3 separate regions of the Pan troglodytes genome follow, and all the other regions are linked to region 1. The links are chromatin contacts, called in public Hi-C maps. All regions are on one chromosome and are shown on one strand. Each heading gives the region's core, a stretch centred on a gene start, on an enhancer-like site or on the middle of the called end of the contact. The rest is flanking DNA. Distances are from core to core; before and after follow the strand shown. Region 1 holds the start of PLCB1 (phospholipase C beta 1). Region 2 overlaps PLCB1 (phospholipase C beta 1). Region 3 overlaps PLCB1 (phospholipase C beta 1).

What was found. Hi-C and Micro-C count contacts between places; a contact is called where the count stands out from the background.
Region 2: a contact with region 1 is called in a Hi-C map of stem cell-derived neural progenitor cells, with 2.6 times the contacts expected there. The contact joins the enhancer-like site here to the promoter of PLCB1 in region 1. A contact is called at or near these places in 2 of 7 Hi-C or Micro-C datasets (blood and stem cell-derived neural progenitor cells) and 1 of 1 datasets of contacts at active chromatin or transcription factors (stem cell-derived excitatory neurons).
Region 3: a Hi-C map of stem cell-derived neural progenitor cells shows a contact between it and region 1, with 5 times the contacts expected there. The contact joins the enhancer-like site here to the promoter of PLCB1 in region 1. A contact is called at or near these places in 4 of 7 Hi-C or Micro-C datasets (blood, induced pluripotent stem cells and stem cell-derived neural progenitor cells), 1 of 1 datasets of contacts at active chromatin or transcription factors (stem cell-derived excitatory neurons) and 1 of 1 other capture datasets (stem cell-derived neural stem cells).

What each region holds. Positions count from the first base shown.
Region 1 is chr21:14,676,780-14,679,491 of NHGRI_mPanTro3-v2.0_pri, forward strand. It overlaps PLCB1 (phospholipase C beta 1), which reads left to right and starts at 1,360. Exons shown (of 33, transcript XM_063803337.1): 1 at 1,360-1,467. The coding sequence starts at 1,369.
Region 2 is chr21:14,854,017-14,856,723 of NHGRI_mPanTro3-v2.0_pri, forward strand. The region is part of intron 2 of PLCB1 (phospholipase C beta 1); the gene reads left to right. Among named protein-coding and RNA genes, the nearest start is that of PLCB1, 180 kb to the left of the region's middle. Within about 2 kb of position 1,270, at least 9 of the 24 cell types and tissues checked have an H3K27ac peak or open chromatin away from gene starts, as enhancers often do. A contact at or near this core is called in stem cell-derived neural progenitor cells, where this site is marked.
Region 3 is chr21:14,930,071-14,933,219 of NHGRI_mPanTro3-v2.0_pri, forward strand. All of the region lies in intron 3 of PLCB1 (phospholipase C beta 1), which reads left to right. Among named protein-coding and RNA genes, the nearest start is that of PLCB1, 250 kb to the left of the region's middle. Within about 2 kb of position 1,336, at least 5 of the 24 cell types and tissues checked have an H3K27ac peak or open chromatin away from gene starts, as enhancers often do. A contact at or near this core is called in stem cell-derived neural progenitor cells and stem cell-derived neural stem cells, where this site is marked.

The sequences.
Region 1 (2,712 bases), core at 110-2,609:
CCCACCTCCCGCGTCTCTCTCTCTCTTCTTTCTCTCTCTCTCTCTTCTCTCTCACACTCACTCACTCTCTCTCTCCCTCTCCCTCTCCTCTCTCTCCTTAATAATAATAAAAAAGAGTTCCAGTTGCTCCACATCCTTTCAAGCATTTGGTATTACCAGTCTTTAAAATTTTACCCATTCTGGTCCTCCTCTTTCCCTTCTTCCCTCCCTCCCTTTCTTTCTTGAATTGAGAAATGTTTGTGGAAGGAGTGAAGACAAACATTCCTGGACCTATGTTCCTAAATGAGCAAGTTTCTATTAATAAGACTCTCCCCCGCCCGCCACACATCCTACACACTCAAGGAGAGGAGCGGGAGAGGGCATCCTCTTTCTTCCTCGGAAAATAAAACCTTTGCTTTCTTTAGGATGGGCTTTCTGTCTCAAAAGCACAACGTAACCGTTTGCCCGGGTTTCAAGATCAGCGCGCTGCAAACTCTCAGGCGCGGAGAGGTTTCCTCAAAGAGCCTCTCAACTGCGCTCTTCTCTGCTGATAAATGATAATTCTCTTCAAAAAGCTGGTTTGTGGCCGGCGCTGGAGAGCTCCAGCTAGAGCCAAAAGCCAGGGGTTGCCTCTTTGGTTCCTCCCGATGGGCCCCTTTTCCCACCCAGTTGGGATCCAAAGACGCTCCGGAGCTCGAGCCCAAATTCCCAAGAAAACCCCAAAGAGCGTAAGGCTCCTGGGGACCCCTAGGACCTCTGCAACCAGGGCACGGGGCATGCTCAGAGCGAATGCGGGAGGCAGGCGTTGGCTGCAATGGGGCTCGGGAGCCAGGAGGTGCCGCTGCGTCCCCGCTTCCTGGCGCCTGACCCAGCGTGCAAAGTTGGGCTGGGAGCCGCGGGGGGAAGGAAGGACCCAGCGAGCGAGGGTGGCGGGGAAGGGGGGCGGGGGGGAGGAGGAGGGAGGAGGGAAAAGAGCGGTTAGGGGGGGCGCCGGGCGTGTGTCACTCGCTCTCTCCCTCTGTGTATAGAGGATGTGCTGAATGGTGCGCTTTGAGGCGGCGGCGGCGGAGGAGCAGAATCCGCCGCGACTGGCAGCCTCGGCTGACCGGCTCGGCTTCTCTTCGCCTTCCGAGGCTCCTCATCCACCGCGGGCTCCAGACCTCGCGTCCCGCCCGGGGCATGGCCGGGCGCTGCGCCCCCGCGCGCTCTGCCTGCTGAGCGGCGCCGGAGGGAGGTGCGGAGGCCGGGAGGCCGGGGAGGCCGGCGGGGAGCAGAGTCGAGCGCCTCCGGAGCAGAGAAAGGAGCCCGCGCCCCGCGCCCCGCGCCCCGCGCGCGGTCCCCAGTCCCTGCCGCGCTCGCCCGGGCCGCCCGGAGCCCAGATGAGCCCAGATGGCCGGGGCTCAACCCGGAGTGCACGCCTTGCAACTCAAGCCCGTGTGCGTGTCCGACAGCCTCAAGAAGGGCACCAAATTCGTCAAGTGGGATGATGTAAGTATTGGGGCGGCCCGAGTCGGGGCGCTGGCTCGGGCACCGGGCAGGGCGGGCGTCGTGGGGGTGGGGCAAGGGGCGCGTTATGCAATGGGCGCACTGGGAGCGGGCAGGGGCAGCCTCGGGCGCACAGGTTGGCATCTGCCAAAGCGGATGTCCAAGGGCAGAAGCTTTGCGCGCGCTCCTGTTTCATCGGGCTTCAGTAGTTGCCATCCTTTCTGGGTCTGGCAGGCGCCCCCTGAGGGTCTTACATCTTTTGGGCCAGTGGAGAGGGAGGGGCAAGCTTTGCCTGGTGACAGGTCCTGAGAGTTCGGAAAGTAGGGAGTGTGAAGTTGGGACCAACTGGAAAGCGCCTGGTGTGAACAAATCGCGTCCCTCTCCGCCTGCGGACGCACCCCCTATTACCTCTTTTGCCCGATTTCAAGAAGGAAGGGCCTGAAGTTCAAAACACTTTAGTGATTGCGAACCCTCTTGGCGCTTTTGTGGGAGCCCACGCGGCGGAGGACACAACGGTCCAGCCAACAGGTGGTCGTTGATGCCAAACTTCAGCGCCTGGCTCCGGAGTGAGGGTCCCTGAAAAGGGCTGCAGGGACACATCTGGGGAGGGCGTGAACAGAATGGGGGCCCTTGAGGGGTCCTGGGGGGCTCATGGGCCTGCAGGCAAGTGGGGAGGGCTGACTTTTGAGAACTGAGCTGATTGGAGTCTTCTGCCTGAAATAGACAGGTTGAGAGTTTGCCCCACGATTTACCTGCACCATTTGCCAGGTAGGGCAGAGCCTAGCCCAGCGCCGGGGTCTCTAATGCTTTACGAGCGGCCCAGACCCCAGGACTTCAAATGACTTCCCCTTCCCCTCTACCCCAGTTGTCTTCAAAACACGTAAATTAGTTATCCAGCTGAAAACATGCGAATCTTCGGATGGAGAACATTATGGTATCAGTTTTATGTCCTGGGTGTCATTCTAAAGGTTCGATAAGAAAAACCTACTGAAATAAACCCGAGTTGCCAGGCTCTAAGCAAATTTAAGTCCAAATGACTAATACATCTCTTAATCAGAAGGAATTATAGGAGAATGAGGCGTTCTTCTTGCCGAAAAGATTTTCCACCTAGTAAATTATAGCCTGTTATCCTCTAGGGTATTTTTCTTTAATCTTCTTAAGCCATTTTCCAGTGTCTGAAAACAATTTAAATATTCCAGGTAGTGAATCCAATTACTTAGCTGAGTGCGTCTGTGTCTATATTTTGTC
Region 2 (2,707 bases), core at 20-2,519, 180 kb after region 1:
CCCTCTCTCTAATAAAAACACAAAAATTAGCTGGGCACGGTGGCAGGTGCCTGTAATCCCAGCTACTCGGGAGGCTGAGGTAGGAGAATCACTTGAGCCTGGGAGGCAGAGGTTGCAGTGAGCCGAGACCGTGCCACTGCGCTGCAGTCTGGGCAACAGAGCGAGACTCCGTATATCGAAAAGAACAAAAAGGACAACTATGAATGTTCCTGTTTTACAGATGAGAAAACTGAAATACATGGAGGCTACATAACTTGTCAGAGATCACTAGTGAGTGGAAGAGGTGGGATTTGGACTCAGGTAGCGTCCATAGCTTAATCAGTGCTCTCTCAGTACTTTTTGGTCATAACTCTTAATTAAGTGTAATAATAATAAAAAATAATAATAATGTCTGCCAATCATAGCACTGTACTTCTTCTGCCTTTGTAGTGTAGTTCATTTTGAATCCCAGATAGGGACTCATAGATTTTTTTCTTTTTAATATTTAAAAAATCTCAGATTTGGTGACTTAAAATCCATATAGTTTTTTTTTTTTAATGTGGACCTAGAACTGAGTATTATTGGGGGGAAGAAAAACATTGTAAATAAGTAAGTAGTGTGGTTCATGGGATCATCAACTGTTAGTGCTGGGAGGAATAGTATTTTTCTGACCCATTTTATTTTGGGAATGAAGAATCTGAGGTGGGAGAATCTCTGGTTTTATACAACAGTAGGTTGCCCATGGCTTCCTTTCTGAGGAGACTGGGGGAGACACTTGCATAAGAGAAGGACTTCTGTGAACAAGGGGATATGCTTTTCTAAAAATGATTTGATTAATCCTTGAAAATATCCCTCTACGAGGCACAGAGGGAAATCCTCCCTACCCCCGAATAATGCACAAGACCTTACTGGTCTACAAAGGTCCTACAGATAGAACTAAGGACAAGAGAATTCCTATGCCCTTGTAATGGCCTACATAGGAAAAGCATTTTTCTTGTTGTTGAATAACAAAACATAACATCCTCCAGATTTCTACCAATGTTTTTCTTATAACTGGAAATAGTAAGTAGAACAATGTCATACTTGGACAACTATATTCAAACTGGCTAATAGTTTTGTTAATTGGGACTACAAATGAGAAATAGAAGTTCCATGATGACCTAGTCCATTGAAGTGTCAAGTTTAAGTCTCCTAGTTCAGAATCAAAGGGAGCAGCTATAGGGTGAGAAGCAATCGCGTCCATAATTCCGTTGACAGCAGTTTTCTTCGGGCTTTGATTCATAGCTCATCTGCTCCCTGCTGATTGCCCTGAGCTCAGCAATGCCATGCTGGTTTCCATGGTGCTGATTTGCATACCAAACCAGGACTTGTATTTTTGTGTTTGCCTCACACATTTCCAGTGCTAAGTGTTCTTCTAAGAAAGGGATTAGCACGCTAGCCAATTAAGGGAGTTTGCCAGAAATAAAGCACCCAGGGAATTTTTCTTCAGGTTATATATTGCTACTGCTATGCCTAAGTACTGATATGGTTGATTGGTTTTCTTAGGCCAGCAATGAGTCTTAAAGATAAAATTTCTACTGTGTAATCTTTAGTGTTTTCTGTTTTTTTCCAACTATCTTTTAATCAGTTTCAAACATTTTCAGTGATTAAAAGAGAGATTTGTTGTGGTTTTGTTGTGGAGCAGAAATGGATTTCAAGGAGTTTACCTTCAGAGCTTTTGTTTTTGTTACGGTGGGTCTCTCTAGTGGAAAAAAAATTTCCCCATCCCTTTGGAAATATTTTCTTTAAAGGAAATCATGTTTTTAAAACAAATTATCGAAATCAGCATTCTAATCAACTTGAATCATCTGAACAAAAGCTGGAAAATGTTTAGTTGTAAATTTCACCAATGAATACCACTTAACAACACAAAGTTGAATGAAGTTCAACTGTTAGTCCCAAGCTTATGGATCAATCTCAAAACATGATGCTGAGTGAAAGAAGCCTTTTACCAAGAGTATATACTGTTTTATTGCATTTAGATGAATTTATAGGACAAACCAAATTAATCTATGGTGAAAAAAGAAACAGCAGTTACCTCTGGGTGCTGGGACAGGGATGGCCTGGAAAGGGGTATTTGGGGGCTGTCTAGGGTGATGAAAATGGTCCATTAATCATCATTTATCTTTTGTTTTGTTTAATTTCCATTTTTATTTTAGATTCAGGGGTTACATGTGCAGGTTGGTTACAAGGATATATTGCGTGATGCTGATCCCGTCACCCAGATAGTTTTCTATTGATCCCATCACCCAGATAGTTTTTCAGTCCTTGGCCCCCTCCCACTCTCCCTCCTTTTGGAGCCCCCGTGTCTATTGTTTCCATCTTGATGTCTGTGTTTACCCAAGATTAACTCCCACTTATAAGTGAGAACATGTAATATTGGTTTTCTGGCTTTGTGTTAATTTGCTTAGGATTAAGGCCTCTAGCTGCATCCACGTTGCTGTAGGGGACATGATTTGTTATTTTTTGTGGCTGCTGCATAGTATTCTATGGTGTATATGCACCCCCACTGATGGGCACCTGAGTTGATGCCATGTCTTTTCTGCTGTGATTAGTGCTACAATTTTATACTACTCTCACCAGCAGTGGGTAAGCTTTCCCTTTTTTCTACAGCTTCACCAACATCTGTTATTTTTTGGCTTTTTAATAATAAAAAATGGTCTATATTTTGTTAGAAGTTTAGGTTATG
Region 3 (3,149 bases), core at 86-2,585, 250 kb after region 1:
TTGTCCCTGTCAGGTACTCCATTCAATCGTAGGTTCAGTCTTTTTACATAGTCCCATATCTTGTGGAGGCTTTGTTTGTTCCTTTTCATTATTTTTTCTCTAATCTTGTCTGCATGCCTTATTTCAGCAAGGTGGTCTTCAAACTCTGATATCCTTTCTTCTGCTTGGTTGATTCGGCTATTGATACTTGTGCATGCTTCACAAAGTTCTTGTGCTGTATTTTTCAGCTCCATCAGGTCATTTGTGTTCCTCTCTAAACTGGTTTTCTAGTTAGCAGCTCCTCTAACCTTTTATCAAGGTTCTTAGCTTCTTTGCATTGGATTAGAACATGCTCCTTTAGCTCAGTGGAGTTTTTTATTATCCATCTTCTGAAGCCTACTTCTGTCAGTTCATCCATCTCATCCTCTGTCCAGTTCTGCACCCTTGCTGTAGAGGCACTGAGGTCCTTTGGAGGAGAAGAGGCACTCTGCATTTTGGGTTTTCAGTGTTTTTTTGTTGATTCTTTCTCGTCTTTATGAGTGTGTCTAGTTTTGATCTTTGAGGCTGCTGACCCTTGGATGGAGTATTTGTGGGGACTTTTTGTTGTTGATACTGTTGTTGTTGCTTTCTGTTTGTTTGTTTTTCTTTCAGTGGTCAGGTCCCTCTTCTATAGGGCTGCTGCAGTTTGCTGGGGGTTCACTTCAGGCCCTATTCATCTGATTTGCTCTCGCACCAGGAGATGTCACTCAAGGAGGCTGGAGGACAGCTAAGATGGGTGCCTGCTCTTCTTCTGGCATCTCTGACCTCAAGGGGCACCAACCTGATGCGAGTAGGATCGCTCCTGTATAGGGTGTCTGACAACCACGTTGGAGGGTCTTACCCAGCTGGGTGGCACAGGGAACAGGACCCATTTAATGAAGCACTTTGACTGTCACTTGGTGGAGGGGATGTGCTTCGCTGGGGAGAAACCCACTCTTCTGGGCTGCCTGGATTCCTCAGAACTACCAGGATGAAAGGCTAAGTCTGCTGGTCCACAGAAACTGCGGCCACTCCTCTCCCTGGGGCTCAGGCCCAGGAAGATCAGGGTTCTTTCCCTGAGCCTCTGGCTGGAGTTGGAGTTCCTGCAAGGAGTCCCCACCAAGTGAGAAAGGATGAGTCAGGGTCAGGCCTGAAGAGGCACTCTGGCTGCAGTCTGCCACAGCTGGTGTGTTGGGCTGTGGGGGAACCTCTTGGGACCAAGCCACCCAGCCTCCCTGGCCCCAGGAGAGGAAAAGCATGGCCTGGAGCTGTAGAGATGGATGCTGTCCTTCCCCACCCAGGGAGCTTAGCGTGACAGGCAGTTACAAGTCCCAGTGCTGGCTGCTGCCCCTCCTCCAAGGAGTTCAAATGGCTTAGACAGCAGGCAGCCACAGCTGTGGTGCTGGTGGCCCCTCCCCCTGGGAACTTGGCAGCCTTAAGCAGATTCGAGCTGAGAGGCTGTTGAGAATCTGCACAGCTCTGGGGTTGGGACCCTAGGCCCCAGTGGCGTGGGTTCACGAGTGGGATCTTCCGATCCATGGGTTGCACAGTTCTGTGGAAAAAGCATGGTTTCCCCGGCTGGGTAGCACGCTCACTCGCTGCCTCCCTTGGCTGGGGGGTGAGGGCTCCCCTGTCCCATGTGGCTCTCAGGTGGACCACCACACCACACTGCTCTTCCTTCCTCTCTATGGATCATGCCAGCTGCCTGGTCAGTTCTGATGAGAGAACCTGGATATCTTGATTGCTGGTGGAGGATTCACACACTATTATGATTCTTTTTGATGGAGCCTCTCTGATGGCTGCTGCTCCTAGTTGGCCATCTTGGCCCTGCCTCCCCGTTCAAGTTTTATTATAAGATTGCAGCAAAGCAGTCACACCTTTAGGTTCTAATAATAATTATTGTCCTCTAGCAATTTCTACCACAACTACAGTGACTTTCTCCACTGAAGTCAAAGTCGTCCATGAGGATTGGAATCAGCTTCTTCCAAACTCCTCTTAATGTTGACATTTTGACCTTCTCCCATGAATCTTGAATGTTCTTAATGGCATCTAGAATGGTGAATTAAGGTTTTAAATTTACTTAGCCCACATCCATCTGAAAAATCCCTGTCTATGGCAGTGTAGCCCTACCTAAAGTATTTCTTGAATAATAAGATTTGAAAGTTAAATTTATTGATCCATGGGCTACAGAATGGATGCGTTAGCTGGTATAAAACAACATTAATCTCCTTGTATATCACCATCAGAGCTCTTGAGTGGCCAGGTGCATTGTCAATGAGCATTAATATTTTGAAAGGAATCCTTTCTCAGCATTAGGTCTCAACAGTAAGCTTAAGGTATTTAGTACACCATGCTGTAAACAGATATGCTGTTATCAGATTTTGTTGTGCTATTTATAGAGCTCACGTGAAATAGGTTTAGCATAATTCTTAAGGGCCCTAGGATTTCCAGAACAGTCAATGAGCATTGGCTTCCACTTAAAGTTACCAACTGCTTTAATGCCTAACAAGAGAGTCAGCCTGTCCTTTGAAGCTTTGAAGTCAGGCATTGACTTCTCTCAAGATATGAAGGTACCAGATGGCATCATCTTCCAACAGAAGGCTGTTTTGTCTACATGGAAAATCTGTTGTTTGGTGTAGCCACCTTCATCAATGATCTCAGCTAGATCTTCTGGGTAATTTGCTGTAGCTTCTCCATCAACTCTTCCTGCTTCACCTTGCACTTGTATGTTATGGAGAAGGCTTCTTTCTTTAAACCTCATGAACCAACCACTGCTAGCTTCATACTTTTCTTTTGCAGCTTTCTAGCCTCTCTCAGTTGTCACAGGACTGAAGAGAGTTAGGGCCTTGCTGTGGGTTAGATTTTGGCTTAAGGGAACATTGGGGCTGGTTTGATCTTCTATCCAGATGGCTCAAACTTTCTCCCTATCAGCAATACGTTTGCTTTGCTTTCTTATCATTTGTGTGTTCACTGGAGTAGCAGTTTTAATTTCCTTCAAGGACTTTTCCTTTGCATTCACAACTGGGCGGCTGACTGCTTGGCACAAGTGGTCTAGCTTTTGGCCTATCTTGGCTTTTGACACGCCTTCCTCACTCAGCTTAATCTTTTCTAGCTTTTGACTTAAAGTGAAAGGTGCATGATTCTTCCTTTCA